Linked DNA regions of Mus musculus: regions 1 and 3 are each linked to region 2. Evidence: chromatin contacts called from public HiChIP or PLAC-seq and promoter capture Hi-C data. All regions are on one chromosome and are shown on one strand. Each heading gives the region's core, a stretch centred on a gene start, on an enhancer-like site or on the middle of the called end of the contact. The rest is flanking DNA. Distances are from core to core; before and after follow the strand shown.

What was found. Promoter capture Hi-C pulls out the DNA fragments that hold promoters and counts their contacts. HiChIP or PLAC-seq counts read pairs in DNA pulled down with a chosen protein or histone mark.
Region 1: a contact with region 2 is called in a promoter capture Hi-C map of hippocampal neurons, with 9 times the contacts expected there. The contact joins the enhancer-like site here to the promoter of Zfp536 in region 2. A contact is called at or near these places in 3 of 39 promoter capture datasets (frontonasal cranial neural crest, hippocampal neurons and liver), 2 of 115 datasets of contacts at active chromatin or transcription factors (embryonic forebrain and stem cell-derived neural progenitor cells) and 1 of 9 other capture datasets (embryonic stem cells).
Region 3: a contact with region 2 is called in an H3K27ac HiChIP or PLAC-seq map of embryonic stem cells, with 7 times the contacts expected there. The contact joins the enhancer-like site here to the promoter of Zfp536 in region 2. A contact is called at or near these places in 1 of 39 promoter capture datasets (hippocampal neurons), 2 of 484 Hi-C or Micro-C datasets (B cells and embryonic stem cells) and 1 of 115 datasets of contacts at active chromatin or transcription factors (embryonic stem cells).

Annotation. Positions count from the first base shown.
Region 1 is chr7:35,771,217-35,773,916 of GRCm38.p6, forward strand. Zfp507 (zinc finger protein 507) reads right to left here. Exons shown (of 7, transcript NM_177739.3): 7 at 1,130-2,700. Among named protein-coding and RNA genes, the nearest start is that of Dpy19l3, 18 kb to the left of the region's middle. Within about 2 kb of position 1,320, at least 3 of the 459 cell types and tissues checked have an H3K27ac peak or open chromatin away from gene starts, as enhancers often do. A contact at or near this core is called in hippocampal neurons, where this site is marked.
Region 2 is chr7:37,768,502-37,771,201 of GRCm38.p6, forward strand. It overlaps Zfp536 (zinc finger protein 536), which reads right to left and starts at 1,251. Exons shown (of 6, transcript NM_172385.2): 1 at 1,095-1,251.
Region 3 is chr7:36,677,516-36,680,215 of GRCm38.p6, forward strand. All of the region lies in intron 1 of Gm36722 (zinc finger X-linked protein ZXDB-like), which reads right to left. Among named protein-coding and RNA genes, the nearest start is that of Tshz3, 19 kb to the right of the region's middle. Within about 2 kb of position 1,291, at least 12 of the 459 cell types and tissues checked have an H3K27ac peak or open chromatin away from gene starts, as enhancers often do. A contact at or near this core is called in embryonic stem cells, where this site is marked.

The DNA of each region.
Region 1 (2,700 bases), core at 70-2,569, 2.0 Mb before region 2:
CATTTGATGCCACTATCAGAGGTGGGGCCTGGCAGGAGATAACAGTTCCTGGCTCTGCCCTGGGTAAGTCTTATGTTTTTATCTTGTCACCTGTCTGCCTGCCCCTCCTCACTGAGCTATCCACCATGATATCCTAGCCACTATGAGCTCTCTATCTGCTTTGCATGTTCCCACCATAAGATCCTGCCTCACTGCAGATGATCTTGGCTAGAAGCTTCTGAAACCATGAGCCAAGTCAACCTAAGAGGGTTTTATTTTGGTTTGGTTTTGTTAAAGGTATTTTGCTATAGAAACGAAAAGCTAACACAAAGTGAAATGACTTTAACATGTTTTATTTAACTCAATATAGCCAAGCTATTTTAACACGTTGCCAACATATAAAGCTATTGGGATGCTTTACGTTCCTTTTTGTACTCAATTTTTGCAACTGTTCTGTTTTACCCTCAGAACACAAGTCCCATCTCCAGTGCTCAGTAGTCATGTGGCTATGGCTGTCATATGGGACCCCATGATCTGGATCTAGGTCCCCCCCTGCTCTGACTTATACTCCTAGCTTGTCATGGCACAGTGTTGAGATCTGGTCCTTGAGAGAAGAGATAGGACCACATCACCCTACAGAGAACAGTCCAAGAGGCTGTAGCTATCAAGGAGAATTCTTTGTTTTGAGTCACTTCCAGCTGGGAGGGCCTGGGATCCTAGGGCACGAACTGGGGGAAGCAAACCCAGTGCTGTAGTCATTAGAGCACCTGTGGCCTCTGCAAGGAATCGACTGTAAGAGATTGTTTGGTGATAGGCTACGAGAGGATCGAAGTATGAGGAGCGTTGTAGTCGGTGGCCTTCAGCAGTTCTAATTACAGGAAGGGAGCCGGCACCCCCAGCTCAGCACTGGAAGCATCGCCATGTCTGCTGTGGAAGCTAAAGGGCTGTTGAACAGGGGAGAAGGCCCAGAGCCCATGCTTGTGAAACGCAGCCCTGGTGCGCCAGGGCTACCTCAGCAACTTAACAGAGCCTAACAGTAAACCCCAACCAGCTCCCGGGAAGCTTTCAGTGGCTTAAATGCAAGTTTCTAACTCAACAAACCCAAGACAGGAATACACGCAGACAGCTAAGGAAACTTAGAAACAAGTGGTTTTTTAACAAAAAAAATTTATTACCAAAATACAATATTTAAGTCAATACATGGCAAACTCCTGTAAAGCAAAATAAATTACTCTAATTTTGGACAGTTCTTCTGAAAATTAAGAGGTGCCAGCCAGAGAGCTTGCTGCACTCACTCTTCTAACCAGGCGGCCTGTGCTGCCACAAACACGGTTTGCAGCGTGATGGGTGGGCGGGCAACAGAATGTCACCAAACGCCAATCATCCAGTTTTAATGAATCAGCGTCAGAATCAATCATTGCTTTTTTACATGGCGTTCCAGAAGTTTCTCTACTTGGGCTACAGAAGCAAAGCCATAGTGTTACACAATACTTATTTCTTTAAAAAAAAAATACATGTCTTTACGCCCATGAATGTCAAACTCAAGTTTCTATTAAATATATTTATAGACTATTACTTTGAGCACCTTGCTGCACAATTGAAAACCTGATTAAATAAGTGCTTATGAAACTGAGACCAGAGACACCTGCTCATCTTTGTCAAGCCAACTACGCTGCAGAGATGCGATGTAAACATGATGCTCACATTTGTTTTGTGAGGAAAAGAACAGTAATTACAAAGCCACCGATGGTAACCTCGAACAGGGGACTGAGCGGTCCAGGGCAGAAGCTTCAGCCGGTATCGATCGCTGCGTGTGGTCAAGCCACAGATAAAGTGAACAGGCACATGGCTGACAGGCCAGTGAGGGCATCTGCCAGAGTCCTGTGATCACAGCAAGGGACAAAATGATATTTATAAAGGTCACAACTGGCACCTCTCTCTCCATCTAATGTTTACTGAACACAGTAATTTTAAAGCAGTATTCCCCATTTGCTCTTAGAAGCGCAGGTGGTCAGAGCAAGAGACAAAAATCAGGGTTTCCCATGCCAAAGCTTAGAGCAGTGGTCAGGATACTCCTCTGAGCAGTGACCCTGACCGGGTAAGAGTCTCCCCAGCAATGACAACCATACATACATGCTTGTGTTACTCAGAATCTTGCTTCGTGGTAGAGCCTTGCTGTAAATGCTATCAGGACATGCAGGGCCCAGGCCCAAGGGCTCATATGAACGCACGACAGAGCGGAGGCTCTGAACCTTTGGGTTATTACATTTCCCCGTGGGTGGGGGAAGGCTTGCACTCATGCTTGCTATCATGTGGTCTGAAGGGACGTGGAAGCATCTTCTGAAGAGCCAGCCGCCCTGCTGAAATGGTAGGGGGTTTGGGTGATTACTATTTTTTAACCAATTGTGGAAAATTAAAGCCACAGAAAATTCACTGAAGGCTATTATTGGTTAGACTAACAGCAAAATGAAAACCAGACCCAGTAGGCACAATAGCAATGGGTGATAAAAATGGAAACATGAATTTTTTTTGCATTTGGCATTAAATATAAATATTTGAATTGTGAAAATATGAGAAAATTCATCTAAGTCCATATAGAATAAATTTAGGGAAATTGAATTAGTATCTATAAATCCATTTTCTTATTAAAATCCATATAACAGAAATGAATTAACCTTCACAGATAAATTAAGCCTATCTTGGCAGGTGTGATGGCTACTG
Region 2 (2,700 bases), core at 1-2,500:
GGCGGGTAATGGTGAGATCAAGAGACATTTGCACCGCTATCAGGATGACATCATAGCTAAAGCAGCCTTCAGCCAAAGCCCTAGGCTCTCTTAGAGTAGAGGCCAAAGGGCTATGGGGGGAGGTGCCCCCCCCCCGCAACTCCCAGAGCTGGAAGCTGAGTCTCAGGCCCCTGCCATGCAGGGTGGTGGGCCTTGCCCACAGCCAAGTTCCCAGGCAGGCCCAGAAATGGGAAAGACAGCTGGAGTCTTCTCCAACGCAATCTACTTTCCCCCTCCATCCTGCTCACTGCAAATAATACTACTAATAATAACATAGTATGCATTTTTTTCAACAATTTGAAATTGTGAAGCCATTTCCCTGACCAGGGTGGAGCCGGCATGCCATGCCCGCAGCTACATCTCTGCTGTAGAATTGATAGCATTTCCAACCGAATTGTCAATCTGTTGGTGGTGACCCTCTCTTAGGCAAAACAGCTCTCACTCCATTTTTTTCAAGCAATAGAAACAGAGGACGCTGAAGGGGAAGGCAGACTGGAAAGGAAGCCTTCCTACTCTTGTTTTGGTTGCTTTTCTTCCTTTTAAAGCCCAGCAAAACACAGGGGCGCACACGCGAGCGCACGCACACCCTGAGACACAAACCTTAGAATAATGGGGGAGGCATTTGGCGACAAACTGCATCAGCGGCGCGGCGCGACAGGCAACCAACCCCGCTCACTCGCAGCTCAGCTCTCCAAGCCGCGGCAGCGACGGTGGCGGTGGCGGCGGCGACAGAGACCCGTCACCCTCCCAAAGAACCCCTATGCTCAACTCTCAACTGTGTCCCCAAGATCTCCTCTTCAGGCTCGCCTCAACTATGCGCGTGGCCCAGTCACCTCACCTCGCCGGAAAAGTGGAGAGACAGGGTTGGGAGTTGTGTTTAAAAAAAAAAAAAAAAACAGCAAAAAAACAAAACAAAACAAAAAGTTCCTCGAACATCCAGCCCAGCAGATGCAATTCTCCCGCCCGCTGCACACTCTCCCCGAGCCGGCCGGGCACTCGCCCCCAGCACTGCGCCCTCACCTCGGGGCGCGCGGAGGGCACCGCAGGGCACTTACTTGGCACTTGCTTTTGAGTGTGCAGGTCGTCGCGGTTTTCACTTGGGTTTTCAAATAAGTTTCAGGGAGGAAGGAGGCAAAAAAAAAAATCCAATTATGCAAATGGACTCCGGCCGGGGGAGGCGCGCGTTGAATCTGACGCTGCTACTGTATGAGTTCTTGGAGCAGCCCCGGCCCGGCAGATTTATGGGGGCGCGTCACGGCTACGCCAGGTCCCGCCGCCGGAGCATCTCGAAGTTAATTAAAGCGGTAATGTCCACTTTCCTGGCGACCCTCCGTGCGTGGGTTTACTATTTCACCCTCCAACACGACCCAGGAGGGGACACTGATGTGCCCCCCACGCCCCTCTTCTTTCTCTCTTCTTCCCCCTCTTCTGCCTCTCTCTTTCTCTCCCTCCTTTTTCCTCTCTTTAAGTCGCCTGCTTTGCACTCAGTGAACAATGAACAAAGATGTGAGTGATGGGGAAAGATCGCCCCCCTCCCAGCCCAAGCAGTGAGCGAAGCTGGTCTCAAAGTCAAAATCCAGTTGTTAAAAACTGAGAAAGAAAACCAGGGTCTCCACGCTAAGCTCCCTTTCTACACACACGTACACACGCACGCACACATATGAGCAAGCACACCCCACCCCAAGTTCACCTAAGCCCTGCCTGGAGACCTAGGGACCGTGGGGGAAAAGCCAAGGCCCCGGCGCGCGGGGATGCCCAACTCGCGGTGGACACGAGGGGACAGCAGGGACAGGGGAGCTGTGCTCGCTCCGGCCAAGATCATTTCCCGCGCCCCTCCCAGTCTACTGCCCCCACCACTACCCACCGGCCCCCTCCCAACGTCTACACCGAGAGGCCTGGCCCCACGGCCCCGCTCCGGCTGCAGCCGGCCGGATGCGCTCAGCAAACGCGGCCCCTGTCGGATTTCTGCTAAACTGCAGAGCGGCGGCGGCGACTGCCCAGAGAAGCGCAGGAGGAACCCAAGGCCAGCTCGGCGCGCACTCACCCTGCTAGCCCGCTAGTCCTAAAGCCGGTGCCCCGGGCCGCCCACCCGCGCGCACCTCAGAGGATGCACACGCACAGCGCGCTCGAGCCCCGCAGGCAGGGACCGCACGTAGCCGCCGTTATTTTCCGCTCAAGTGAAAACTAAGGCGGCTGACGAATCACGTCTCCTGCGAGGCACCCGTTAGACAAAACAATATCCTGCAAACAAAACCCGGCCACCGCTGCCACCCGCGCGCCAGGCCGGGACCCCGCCCTGCTCCTCCCAGGCCCCAGCCCCTGGCTTCTGCCCGCACCGACCCCAGCCTTCCAGGCTTGCATCCTTCCAGGAAAGAACTCGGGGACTTGAGTGTGCGCTCACCAAGAGGCGGACAAACAGGAAGGACTCACAAACCGGGAGTGAAAAATGGGGGCCACTTAACTTTCCACCTGTCCCTAGAGAAACCTTGCGGGGAATTTTCTCCGAAGAGTTGGTCTCTCTCTCTCTCTCTCTCTCTCTCTCTCTCTCTCTCTCTCTCTCTCTCTCTCCTTTTCTCTCTCTAACTTCCACAGCGCTAATTTCCACCTTCCCTCACTTCTCATACCTTCATGTATGTGGAGATAATCTATATTGTAATTGTT
Region 3 (2,700 bases), core at 41-2,540, 1.1 Mb before region 2:
CCTCACTACAGAGGAGAAGCACACAAGGAAGGGAGGGGTGGCAGTCAGGTCGAAGGGCCAAGCTTTGACTGGGGCGAGGATGGAGGATGGTTTTTCCTTTCTACTGAATCTAGTTTAAGAAGCTTTTGAGAAGAGCATTATAGGGACATCAAATAACAGTGGCTGACCTGGGATCTGCCTAAGCTGCAGGCAGTGGGTTTGGTCACTCACGAGATCCCTTTGAGGCACACACACATACACACATCGAACCCCAAGCTTTCAGGAGTACCCTTCAAGCCCTGGACTTGGCAGGCCTTTAGCCAAGGGTCTGCTTCTCCAGTCTACCAGTGATTCCTCCACAGACTGAAAGGTCTTGGGCATAGGTCGAGATCTCTCTCTCTCTCTCTCTCTCTCTCTCTCTCTCTCTCTCTCTCCCTCCCTCCATCCCTTCCTCCCTATCCCATCCCCCCCCCCCACTTCCCTCTGTTGCTAGTTGAGCAGGTACACTGCCAGAATCCAAGCTTCCCAATGTGTTCCTCTTCTGCTGTTTTTCCGCCTTAGAACCCCCACCCCCACCCCCCAGAGCTAAAGCCTGGAGGTTGACCCAGTCAACAGTTTCAATGAACTACCTTCACCACTAGTGTCTGCTGGGGCGTTTGCAGAGCTCAGGCAGCAGAAGAGGGGAAAGAAAAAGTAAGGACAGAGGTAAATGCTACTGGTAGGTCTTGGGTTGTGACTCTCTGGAAGAACAAGCTTTCTAGAGGAGATTCCAGCTTACTGCTCTGGGTTCCTTGGCTCCGTTTCTACGGGACTCCCGACCTCAACCGACTTAGTGTCCCCGACTCCCTGATTCTCTCCTGCTTTCTTTTGCAAATCATCTCCTGTAGAAATCTTTTGAGCGATCATTTGAATTTGAATGTTTCCTCCTTTCTCACACCAAAATCCTGCCGGAAGGTGAAATTAATTTAAAATACAATGTTAGGTGGCAGCACAAGCCTGTAATCTCAATATTTAGGGAATTAAAGTTGGAGGAATAGAAGTTCAAGGCCAGCAAGTAGAGTTTCTCGTGTCCCCCCGCCCCCTCCCGCCCCGCAGTGTCTGTCTGTTCCCCACTATGTACAAAGAAGAGGCACAAACACAAACGTAGGGACTACTTCTGAGACTACCAGCAGGCTCTGTGGATAATGCTGGAGCAAACACCTGCATTCAAATCAAGTTAGGTCAGGAAAATGGAAAGGGGCGGAGACAGAGGAAGAATCAAGGGGCGGGGCAGGGGTGGGGCAGTGAACTGTGAAAGAGATACAACTGAATAAAAGTAGAAAGGGGGCCTCCTGGGGGAAGAGAAAGAGAACCAGTAACTTAGAGACCAAAGGAGAGCGGAGGGGCAGTGAAGGAGGGGTCCCGAATACGAAAAAATCTGTATGAAAAATGCCATAAGGAAACCTATTACGTTATTTGTTAAATTTAAAGGGGGGGGGGACTGGAAAAATGGTGTTGTGGTTGAGTGTCGCTGCTCTTGCAGAGGACCTGAGCTGGTTGCCAGTGCTCATATCAGGTGGCTCACAACCACTTATCGCTCCAGGTCCAGGGGATCACACAAACAGAAGCATCAAGCCATCCACCTCTACAGATGCCACCCCTGAGTGTGGGGTGGGTGGGTGAGGAAAGAATCGTCTTTCCAACCCTAGGCTGACAAGAGTTTCAGGCAAAACCCCTTACCTAGCATCACCCTGGAAGCCACAGCAGGTCCTTGTGACGTTCCTGAGTAGAAAAAGGGGTCCTAGCAGAGCAAAGCAGGGCCACACAGTAGGAGACAAAGAACATTCTGAGAAAGAAAATCACTTGTTTATTTAAATACTTCACTTATGCAATACACCAGAATGAGAAATACTAGCATTTGCGGCACTAATCAAAAAACGGGAAACGCATGATCGAGATGATAGGAAAGGATGGTGTTTGCAATAAAAGTCGGCATCCTTAAAGCGCCACTATTTCAACCTCACCATGAGAGCCTCTTGTAAAAGCTCTTTGCAAACACCCCCTCAACACACACACACACACACACACACACACACACACACACACACACACACACCCTCTTTGTTTCTTTTCTTTAGAGAAGTCTTTCTCCTTAACTCCCTTTGGGAAACTTCTTATAAATGAGGATTTGCATCTCAAGGGATTCCTCTGGTTAGGAAAGTGTTTTATTAAAAAAATATATGTTTGCCACAGAACGTGGAGCGATATAATTAGCTGGTCCCTTCTGTTTTATTTTAAAAGGCTGTACGGCCAAGTTCTAATTAAACATATTCTCAGGACCTTTGAAGTGAGAAGGTGCCTTCAGAATCTCAAAAGGGGCGCTAAAAATGAGGAAGTAACGGCTTAGGGGGGTAAGCCAGAAAGCTGGGCTCTGGCCAGGTCACCAGGCACGTGGCACGGTGGCCTCCTCCTTTCTCCCCACCTCCCTGCTGTGAACACAGATCTACACACTTGCATCACGCTGCCGCTGGTGGGATGTGAACCGCTGCCCTGTGTTCTCCGGGATGGCGGGGGGGGGGGGGGGTTGTCACACAGGAAATGAACTGATTTTGTTTAATCCGAGGCTGCCCGAGTCGCTGGCAGGGATGCTGGGGAGAAGAATGCGTAACAGCGTCATCTTTCCAGCGCGAATTGCTGAGATCCCTGCCAGCTAGGGCATTCTGATGTGGATCCCCTTCCTAG